2 separate regions of the Mus musculus genome follow, and region 2 is linked to region 1. Evidence: chromatin contacts called from public Hi-C data. All regions are on one chromosome and are shown on one strand. Each heading gives the region's core, a stretch centred on a gene start, on an enhancer-like site or on the middle of the called end of the contact. The rest is flanking DNA. Distances are from core to core; before and after follow the strand shown. Region 1 overlaps Ubqln1 (ubiquilin 1). Region 2 holds the start of Gkap1 (G kinase anchoring protein 1).

Region 1 (5,534 bases), core at 1,962-4,461:
ATTTAAAAACAAAACAAAAAAAACAAACAAACAAACAGATTAAGACACACATTTATGTTTTAAGACACAGTATATATTGTGACTTTACATCCCCTTCTCCACACTTAGTGTTCATAGCTAAATAAAGTTGCTAACCAGTACTAGTTACTAAGCTCTATTTTCAGATCAACCTTTACTGTACTTGGTTATGGCTCCAAGGCACAAGAATTCTGACAGTGACACTTCAGAGGCCCAAAAAGAGCAAGTTGGCTTACTTCAATAAAGAGAGAAGAGTTCTGACACAGTACTGGGGGGGAAATGCCAGTGTAATGTTAACCAACTATTTAATTCTTCATTTCATTCTGGATTCTGAACTAGTGCCCCTTTATCACTTAAGCGTCTCCATTCATCTTTCTAATTTGCTGTGAGTCCCGTGTTTGTGATGTTCCTATATTTTGAAGTTTCAAGTTAGCTTTTCCACACTCTAAAGTTTAAAAATATCTTAAGACAATTTGGCAAGCTTCAGCCTACAAAAGCAATCTGGCTCTCACAATTTGTTTTTATATAGCCCAAAAGTGAATATTGTTTTTACAGTTAAGAGAAAACTCTCTACAAATAAATATTTATAGTAACTGGAGACTACTGAAACCCAATGCCCAGGGACATGAGTATTGCTTTGCTGATCCCACTGCTGGGCGCTTTCCTATCAGATAGGCACAGGAGCTCTGAACCCAGCACCAAGGGAGCCACCCTGCTTCCTTCATACGGCTTTGCTGTCACTCCAGCATCTTGGTTTTTTTAATTACAAGTGCAAATTAATCATGTAAGAAGTAAAATAAGAGAAGCAAACTGTTAATACTGTGGGGTCAAGGCACAGCAGACCGTGAATTACCTTACCAAATGAAATGCCAAACCCTGGTACATATCAAAGACTACAAGACGCATAAACACTGCTGACTGGACATTCATTACAACATCCAACCAGGCACACAGCACTCAGAAGGCTGAGGCAGAATGCCAAGTTGCAAGCTAGTCTGGGGTTCAAAATGAAACCCTGTCTCAAAAAAAATGGAGCAGGACCAAGATGATGGCTCACAGTAGTTGGTTGCTATTCCAGAGGACTCAGGTTCAAGTCCCAGGACCCACATGACAACTCACAACCACCTATTAACGCCAGTGCTAGATGCAAATCCCTTTTCAGGCCTCCTCAGGCACTGCAATGCACACAGTTCAGACACACATGGCAGGCAAATACCCACACGGATATTGAAGAGGCATATGTGGAGAACAGATGTTTTTCTTAGAATTAAGAACAGTGGGGCCGGGCGTGGTGGCGCACGCCTTTAATCCCAGCACTCGGGAGGCAGAGGCAGGCGGATTTCTGAGTTCGAGGCCAGCCTGGTCTACAAAGTGAGCTCCAGGACAGCCAGGGCTATACAGAGAAACCCTGTCTCGAAAAAACCAAACAAACAAACAAACAAACAAACAAAAAAAAACAAACAAAAAACAGTGGGCATAGCACCAATAATAAAACTAAAAAACAATCTAAACACTTGATTCTGACTAGTTACTTCTTGATTTCTTTTTTTTTTTTTTAATTTATTTTATTTACATGAGTACACTGTACCCATCATGTGGTTGCTGGAAATTGAACTCAGGACCTCTGCTTACTCCAGCCCCACTCACTCTGGCCCAAAGATTTATTTATTATCATATCTTAAGTACACTGTAGCTGTTTTCAGACACACACAAGAAGAGGGCGTCAGATGGTTGCTGAGATTTGAACTAAGAACCTTTGGAAGATCAATCAGTATTCTTAACCGCCGAGCCATCTCTCCAGCTCTACTTCTTGATTCTTAAATGTTAAAAGATGTTGCTGACAGAGTCCTGTTCTAGATTGTAAGGGAATCACAAAGTTTGAACGGACAAACAAATGTAACTTCTGGGCTGGAGACTGCTCAGGGTTAAGAGTACTTGCTATTGCTCCTGCAGATATCCCAGATTCCATCCCTAACACTCCCATGGAGGCTCACAACCATCCCAGGGCATCCACACACACAGGTACACACAGTATACATATATGTGTACACATAAAGTAAAATCTTAAAAACAAAAACCATCTCAGTTTTTCACAGAACCACTCTATTTTGAGTCAAGGTCTCTGTGCAGTCTTGGCTGTCATGGAACCCACGATGTAAGACAGACTGACTTCAAACTCTAGAGTTCTCCTGAGGGCTGGATTAAGGGTATGTGGCACCACCAGCTGGCAAGACTATTTTCAAGGAAGGCTGCTGAGGATCTAGTGTTGACCCAGTTGGAGCTGCAGTGCGTCTTGACTCCTGTGCAAAACCCTAAAACAGTACTGTACTGTTTACACGAGATCTGCCAATCCGGCTTTAAGATCCCTCCGTTTCCAGAGCCAATGTGTGCAGGCCCAAGTATTATGGCGTGCATGCTTGCACTGGAAAAATAAGTCTTTTTGCTATTTAACTTCTTTTGATGGACATTCTCAACATTAGGTGTTAAAAGCATCAAGATGGTACATTAAAGACCCAACTTAAAAGTTGCAAAGTTGTCACTGTAGATAACACACTATTACAAAAACAAAGCCAACAGCCTCCTAGTGAGGCCATCTGATTAAAGCTGTTGCCCTGAGCCATTAAAGTGAGAACACTTCATCTTCCTCCAAAGGTAAGAAGCAAGTAAGAGCACAGAGCAGTTTCTTCATTTAAAGATGATGTGACTCCAATGTTTACAGACCCGTCTTGTCTTCAGAAACCTCATGACACTGTCTGGAACTAGATTCTGCATCCAGGATATCATTTCATATCATTATACTCCTCTGCCAAAATACAAGAATCCTTTCTTTACTACAGGTTTTCCCTTCGTAATAAAGGACTTTTCCTTCATGATTCAATTCCTCCTTATTTATATGCCAAGTGCTGGCAGTTGGTAGGGTATGTAGGCACCCCTAGAAGCCCACATACATGAGCGAGAGAGGTGCTTGGTCCCTGGCACACAGCCCTTTGAAAAGTGTTGGGACCATCAAACAGATGGAGCTTCACAAAAGGAGAATTAAGTCGTCACCAGGCCCCAGGAGAAAGCACAGGCACCGAACTATCAGTCCTCTCAATAGCTAAGAAAAGGTGTCTGCGGGGGCTGGAGACACAGCTCAACAGTCAGAGCGCTTCTGTGCTTTCAGGAACAGTTTGGTTCTCAGCACCTAAGTCGGGCAGCCTGCAGCTCCAGACGATCTAACGGGCTCTGTGGCCACATGGCCACACAGCACACATCTGTGAATACTCATGGATAGAGAGATAAATTTTAAAGGTATTTTTAAAAGGTAGCTATAGTGACTAGTCTAATAAAAGTAACCTCCATACCCAGTCTGCTATAAGAAATTAGCAGGCTTTTAAGTCACCTTAGAACCAGCTTGGGCCTTACCTCCTGTGTCTCTAGATATGCAGTAATTGTAGAAGAGAATTCTAGAAACACCCCATGAGAAGATGGTGAGATAGGTAGCAAGGCTCTTTTGAGGTTCATTAAGGTGAAGTTGTCCCTTTTATGTGTAAAACATGTCTGTTCTTCTTTCATTTCCCACCTCACCGAAGTCTCTCTGTTTAGTCCTGGCTGTCCTGAAACTCTGTAGATCAGGCCACCCTTGCTCTACCCCTTGACTCTCAAATGCTGGCCTTCACCAAACCTGGCCTTCTTTAACTCTTTGAAATCTACTGTCACATGATATTTGGTTAAAGGAATAGAATCTGAGTTGTACTTCCAGCCCTGGGAGGAAACAGGATATCAATCACCATGTAGCAGTAACCTTCTAGATGTAGAATTATTACATATTTATATATAACAAGTATGCATTATATATAATAAATATATTATCTTAAGAGTTAATTCAAGTGAGGGGCTGGAGAGATAGCTCAGTGGTTAAGAGCATTGTCTGCTTTTTCAGAGGTCCTTAGTTCCACTCCTGGCACATGGTGGTTCACCACCATCTACTTGTGATCTGATGCCCTCTTCTGTCATGGAGGTATACATGCAGATAGAGCCCTCATATATCTAAATAAATAAAAATAATTTAAAAAAAAGTTAATCAAGTGATTCTGCCAGTAACATGAACAACAGAATACCCACCACCAGCAAAGACTTATATCCTAGAGGCTTTAGAAATAACACCATCTCCACAAACATATAGTTCAACAAAAATGGTCCCTTAGCCACTGTTTACAGTCATCTCTTAAGGATGTTTCATCTTCTATACCACTGTCTGAATTCATTCTATGGAAACCAAGGACAGGAAGTCAGGGGGGCAGGGGTAACGTTCCCAGTAATAACACAAACCCCAGGGGCTTCACATACACAGACCTTGAAGCCCACTGAGACTTACTAGAGAGAGAGAGAGAGAGAGAGAGAGAGAGAATGGTATACTACATGCTACCAGGCTCTGTATGAACCAGTGAGACATGTGTTAAAAAGAAATGCTAGATTTTATGCTAAAGAATGATAAAAGGGGGAAGCATCAGAAACTCCCAGAGGTGAAAGTGTCCTTGTCAGCCAGAGGAAGGCAGCAGAGGTCACAGCCAGGGGCTGGAGAAGCCCTGGAGGCTTTGAGCTGACGTGAGCTGATTAATGGGCATCTTGGTGCTCAGGTCAATAATGCTCCAAGAAATGTACACAGGAGGAGACTTGCGCATGAGGTTTCAGGAGAACACGGACACAAGGGAAACCAGGCTGCAGGCCTTTCCTTCATGGCAAAGGATCTGGCTGCACTCTGCCTTGTCCTGGAGAATTGAGTGAATTGATATCTTGAGATTCAGCCTTGGCCAGAAAATAGTGAAGTTCACAGTTACAAAGAAGCAATTGCCATTGTTAAAGAAATCAGATTAGGGCTTTGTAATGTGGGGCCCTGAGGGAAGACCCCACACATCTAAAGGTCACCATAGCAAAATCCAAATGTATTTAAAAACAGAAGGCTAACTACATCACAGACCCTCACATGAAGCTCACTGTAGCCATGTCCAAGAAAACCAGGCTACATATCATGTCAGCAGAATTTGGCATTTTCCTCCTCATGGTACCGGTTTGAAGGCATGAAACTGGATCAAGGTTTGAGAGGGGGCGGGGGGAGAGAAGAGAAAAGAGGAGAGGAAAGGAGAGGAGAAAAGAGGAGGGGAGGGAGCCAAGGCTAGCCCCTGAGAGGAGGCTTTGAGAGAGCACCTTGAGGGGTCAAGGTGAAGCCAAATTGGTGAGGAGACCTCAGATACCAGGCTGCCCACCAGGGGGCGCTGTGAAGACAGGAACTGATCTGAGAGAGTTATGTATGTATGTATGCTGCAGGTGGCAGAGCTCACAGAAGCAAAGAAGCCAAGTGATTATGTCACAATCCACCCCTCAAAGGCAAACATGAGCCTGCAGAATTTGGTGTCTGCAACCTGAACAAAAATTAATTCAAAATGATCGAGACCTTTATGTTTAACCCGATACCTTTAAGTTGCTAAGAAAACCACTTTAAGACATAGGCACGCACAGGCATGGATTTCTTAGCA
Region 2 (5,502 bases), core at 1,608-4,107, 88 kb after region 1:
ATAAAAGTAAAAACTGATCATTTGACTGCTCAGCTACTGAAAACTAGTTTTAAATCAATATTGTTACTCTGTGTGGTTATTGGGGACTGGAATAAAGCAAAGAAATACAGCTGCTGGATTAATTTATGGCTATATTTTTATTAAAAAAGTAATTCACTTACATTCTACAGTGATTTCTCCCACTTTCCCTGTTCTGCGAGAAAACAGACTGCTCAGTGTTCACTTGTTCCTGGAGTCTGGAATGTCTGTCTCCTCCACTTAAAACTTCTCCGTTCTTCAAATTTAGCCCCATTGCAATTCTGATCTGCCTTCTCGTTAATGTTCCTGCACTTACACTTAATTCTGTTCTTCATGGACTCTTTCAACAGCTACCACTGTATCTAGCTCCCTACTGTCCTGATTTACAAAATGCTGAACAACACAGGTCTCTTCTTTGTATTCCCAAATATATATATATATATCAATCAAGGACTTGGCACAGATATCAGCCAGTTGTAATGGGCACATCTGCAGTCTCAGTACTGGAAGGGATAAGGCAGGAAGGTCATAGGTTCAAGGCTAAACTGGGCTACACAGTAAAAAACAGTCTCAGCAAAAAAAAAAAAAAAAAAAGAAGAAGAAACATTAATTAACATTATTAACATTAAATAAGTTAATCATGACCTCAAGCTTACTGACTGAGGCTTAATTACATTCTCCAATCACACAGTGCCATACCTAAGTGTGCACTGGAATCTGTGCTCTGAACTTGAACACTGAGGGTGGAGAGCACACACCATCTAACTAACAGCACCGTCACAACGAAGTGTTTCCACAACTCATCTTTTTCCCCCTAGGAATCTTGTTTTTGTAGGAAGCTTTGGATTTTGTGTCAAACTGCTGATTTTTAAAAGGTGAGGGTGTGAGATAAACTGTTGCTACTAAGGAACAGGCCAAGCTACGCCTAGCAAGATTTATAAATGAATGACCTGTTTTCTTGAGGCCTTGGTCTCTATGAAGGGCCACTGCCATCATGAGCACCTTCTTCTATGACATCAGTGTCGGGAAAGAATTGAGCCTGGGGGAACTTAAGTACATAATTTCAGCCCTTTAAAAAATGAACAGTAGTGACTGTGTCGATCAACACTATCAACCACCTAGCTTGATCCAAAACGGAACTATGCAATGTCAATGTCATCAGTTAATATGGCCATATGCTTTGAGAGGGCAGCTCTCTCACCATGTAGCCTGCACTGGAACCAAACTCTCAATCCTCCTGTCCCAGGCTCCTGAGTCTTGGGAATACAGGTGTACACCAGTTCGTGCAGCTAGAGAGGCCTTGGTGGACTCTAACAGATCAAACACAACAGACTGAGGACTTGCGACTCCAAGAGGCCCTGGGTTTGATGCCAAGCACTGTCCCTACGAATTACAAAATGAGAGGAAAAGGAATGGCCTGGTCTCCCTCATCTTCTTGGCTGCTTGACTGTCATTTTGACTTCTTAGAACTTAAGGTTACAGGGATCGAGGACCAACGGTCCTGAAACTTTTGCTTCCAACACACTTATCGAAAATGACATAAACTTAAAGGCATACCCGGAGCTCCACCACCCCCCCCCACCCCCCCCCCCCCCGCAACACACACACTGGTTAGGTGCAGCCTTCCTTTTCTAATCCGAAGCTCTCAACTTCTGTGGGTTGTGAACTCTTAGAAACAAAAACAAAAAGCAAACTGCAGACATGTACTAAGGAATTCAGTCATGAAGTGCAAAGGTGATTTTCACTTGCACACAACGTCCCTCTGATCCACGTGTAGGTTCTCGCTCTAGAGTGATTGCTAGAAGCCCCTAGGGTTAATATTAAACAGGTGTATTTCGATCTTTAGTGAAAAATCACATTAAAGAGGCTTAGACTAACCGATTTTAGTGGCATAAGCTAGTGTAGGGAAACCCCAGGCTTTCTAGGAAGATTCTCAATACAGCATTACCATCTTTCGGCAGTTTCTCCAGTATTTCTGGAGCTACAGCTTAACTTCATTCCCGTGACAGGCGGGCGCAAGCGCCTTCACATAAACAGACGAGGCTGAAGAACAATGCTTGTGTTTTTCCAGCGCCTCTGCCTCTCGCTAGAACTCTCCACCGACATCCCTTGAGAAATGTCGCCAGTGGAGGGAGCGGGGCAGACAATGGGATAAACTTTTGCCCCGACTGCTCCGCGTTTACAGACACCCCGAGGCTGGCACCCTACCGCTGCCACCGCCGCCGCCGCGCATAGCTGCTGGAAGCCCCGACAGCAGGGGCTTGTGCGAGAGCCTGCGCATCTACCTCGGGCTGCTGGGAGGGAGGGAGGGAAGGCGAGCGGCGAGCAGCCCCTCTCTCCTCCTTCGGGAACCGAAGCCAAATCTCACGCACGAGCAGTTCCGGGTGCTCCAAAACTTGTTCGCGAAGTACCCGGAGAAAGAGCGCGGCGGGCTGGGCGAGCCCCAGCCGCTGCCGAGACGCGGTGTCCAAGCCTGCAAGCGACACCGGCGTCGGGTGGGCGCCCCGGGGAGCCCCGAACGGGCGGCCGCACCTGCTGTCACTCCCGCGGCCGGCCGCGGCGGACCAGGCCTGCGGCCCGCACTCCCCCGCAGCCTCCGCGGCCCTCCCGCCGCCCGGCCCCGCTCGGCTCAGCCCCGCTCGGCTCCGCTCCGCTCCGCTCCCCGCCTCAGGCCGCACTCGGCCGCGTCCCCTCAGCCACGAGCTGCGAGGCTCCGTAGACTCACCGGGCCTCCCTCGCCGCGGTGCGGCCGCTCCCGTCTCCCCGCCGCTCCCGCGCTACCCCCGGGCGTTGGGCGCGGGCCGCGGGGCGTCCGCAGTAACGGGCCCGCGGAGGGCGGCGGCGCGCGGAGGGCGGGGCGGGGCGGGGCGGGGCGGACCCGCAAGCCTGGCGCCCGCCGTGGCCGGCCGGCGCGCGGGACTTCTTTGCCGAGGGTCGCAGCGCGGCGGACGCTGACGCCGAGGAGAGGTCCGCGGGGGACGGACTGCGGAGGACCAGAACCACCTGCTGGAGGAGCCGCGCTACGGGGGCCGCGCAGGGTCCAAACGGCTCGCGTAGGCGGCGGCTCCGCGGTCCTCGGGGTCGCGGAGCCGGGAAGGTGGGAGGCCTTCCGGGAGGAGGCTTAGGCCGCCGCGGGCGGCGCGCGGCGGGATCGCCAGGCTGTGGGGAGGCCCGGGGGCGGAGGCGGACCTCCAGTCGGCGAGGGAGGGCGGTGCTGCACGAGATGCAAACAGCCGGACGGCCTTGGGTTCCCGCGGGAGCACCTCCGGGGCCGCTTTAGTTTTGCAAAGTTAAGCGGCTTACCGGCAAACCCGTCCGCTACCGCCCAGCCGTGCGGGCTGCCCGGCGATGTCCCGCGCGAGTCACCGCCGCGGGTGTAGACGTGGGGGACACAGTGGGGAGCGAAGCAAAGAATCGCAGAAGACGCCAGATCACCCTAGGGCCCGGTGGAAAAAGAGAATGTTACTCGGGATCCGAGGACTGCGAGCATCTTTGGGGCAGCGCGAGGGAGGAGGCTTTTGGATTTGGCCTGGGAAGAGGTGGGGTTTTGCGGGGAGACCTCGGGGCCTTGGATGGAGGCCATTGGACGCTGCGTTCCACAATGAGATTGGAGGTGTTGACAAGTGGCAGAGACGACTGAAAAATGAGGGAGGGGGGCGGCGGTGGTGAGGGATGGCTGAGTTCCAAGAGTAAGGATTGATGTTTAAGGCAATATTTGATGTTTTAGGATTTAGAAGTTTGAAGGAAGAAATGAAGGCTTTTTTTGCTTTGTAACTCCTGCAGATGTTAGAGATTGAAAACTGGCAGTCCTGTGTAGACCAGGCAGACGGTAATAACAGATGAGCTATGGGGGGGCGGGGGGGGCGGTGAGGACACACGGCTATGAGCCCCCAACACTTGGCAAGCTGATCAGAAAGTGAGTCCAAGGCCGGTGGCTACACAGAAAGATTGATCCGGGGGTCGGGGCCAAGAGGATGGGGCAAGACAAGATAAAGGAAGGCAGGAAGAATTTTAAATGATTGAGAAGTGATGTGGAGGTGCATTCTACAGGATTTGAACATCTGATTGGGAAGGGAGAAATGAGGTCTTGAGACCCGGTTGCTTGTAAGAGGGAGCGTGAACACTTGGAAGAGGAGGATGCAGCTACTTACCGGTTTTCATAGGACTGGGGTTGAAGGCAGCTAAATAGGTGGCCATAAGCAGTTGAAGCAGTTCTAAAACAGCTGAAAGAACTGCACCTGGACAGTACACTGGGTGCTGGGGAATAGTTCAGTCGATAGCTTGAGTTCTAGCCCCAGAATAAATGTAAAAGCTCCCAGCGTGGTATATCAAGCTCTGGTCCCAAAGATTAGCGGGCAGAAACAGGTGGATCCCTCGGTCTTGTTAGCTACCCTCCCACTCTCCACAAAAAGATAGCACCTGACAAATGATAACCACACCCCCTCCCAGCATGTGCATGAACAACACACACAAGGATCGGAAACTCCTCAGCTTAGTAGCGTATTGCTATAAGAGAAGGGGGCAGACTCAGTCTAGAAATACATCATCATTAGAGTCTTGCTACCCCAAAGTTGACCACATGTGTGTCACCAGCAAGTTTGTCAGAAACGTGTGGATCTCGGGCCTAACACACACCTGCCCATTAGAATCTGCAACCTCAAAGAAATTCCAAGAGGTGACCCCATCAGATTTTGGGAAGCTCAGCTCTAGATGAGGAAAGTCAACAGAGGAGGGGAGGGTGGGCAGGGAGGAAGAGAGGGACACTTGGGTAAGGCACCACAGCAGGGGACTTCAGTCTCGTCAAAGCTGGGCCAGGGAGTGTGGGTCAGAACCACACACCGTGGAGGGTGCGGGAAAACCACGTGTGTGGGTTGTGACTGGCTGCCACGATCACAACAACCGTGTTTTCACTGAGGAGGGCTTTAGAGACTCTTACTTTCGGGCTCGGGGTTGCCTAGAGACAGTCCTAGCCCTGCTCACACACTCAGGGCATGTTGAAGTAAGTGGGTGGATTGATAGATCAAGAACAAAGTGTCCCCAGAGCAAGGTCAGCTAATCGTTTATCACAACTCGTGCCCCTGAACACAGACTCCTTTTCTCAGCCCCCGCGGGTTAATGCTCCTGTGCACTATTTCCCATAGAAGATGAGCAGGAACTGTGCCTGCCACTGCCAGGTAGGACCCTTTACCTCCTCCAGGTATCCCCCGGAATTGGCAGCACCCCAGCAACGGGCCTGGAGGAAGAGCTTCCCCTTCTGAAGGGAACAACGTGGATTTGCATGGACTCAGGCGTGGTAGGCTGGAAGGCCGAGGGAGGAAGGAGCATCTAGAAGTACCGTAAAGTTGGAGCGATGGCTCAGTGGTTGAGGGTATTTGCCACTCTTCAGAGGACCTGTGTGGGTCTGATTCGCAGCACCCCCATGATGGCTCACAAACACCTGTAGCTCCAGATCTTGTGGCCATGAGTGCGGTGCACAGATACCTG

What was found. Hi-C and Micro-C count contacts between places; a contact is called where the count stands out from the background.
Region 2: a Hi-C map of cerebral cortex shows a contact between it and region 1, with 4 times the contacts expected there. The contact joins the promoter of Gkap1 here to the enhancer-like site in region 1. A contact is called at or near these places in 14 of 39 promoter capture datasets (the 3T3-L1 cell line, the C10 cell line, the HPC-7 cell line and 7 more), 1 of 15 datasets of contacts at CTCF or cohesin (large pre-B cells), 11 of 484 Hi-C or Micro-C datasets (the AtT-20 cell line, B cells, brown adipocytes and 7 more), 6 of 115 datasets of contacts at active chromatin or transcription factors (cardiomyocytes, embryonic stem cells, forebrain and 3 more) and 4 of 9 other capture datasets (adipose tissue, embryonic stem cells, liver and 1 more).

What each region holds. Positions count from the first base shown.
Region 1 is chr13:58,183,335-58,188,868 of GRCm38.p6, forward strand. The region is part of intron 6 of Ubqln1 (ubiquilin 1); the gene reads right to left. Among named protein-coding and RNA genes, the nearest start is that of Idnk, 28 kb to the left of the region's middle. Within about 2 kb of position 3,212, at least 6 of the 459 cell types and tissues checked have an H3K27ac peak or open chromatin away from gene starts, as enhancers often do. A contact at or near this core is called in cerebral cortex, where this site is marked.
Region 2 is chr13:58,271,331-58,276,832 of GRCm38.p6, forward strand. Gkap1 (G kinase anchoring protein 1) reads right to left here and starts at 2,858. Exons shown (of 12, transcript NM_019832.4): 1 at 2,744-2,858. It overlaps Gm26555 (a long non-coding RNA gene), which reads left to right and starts at 3,521. Exons shown (of 8, transcript XR_873524.3): 1 at 3,521-5,502.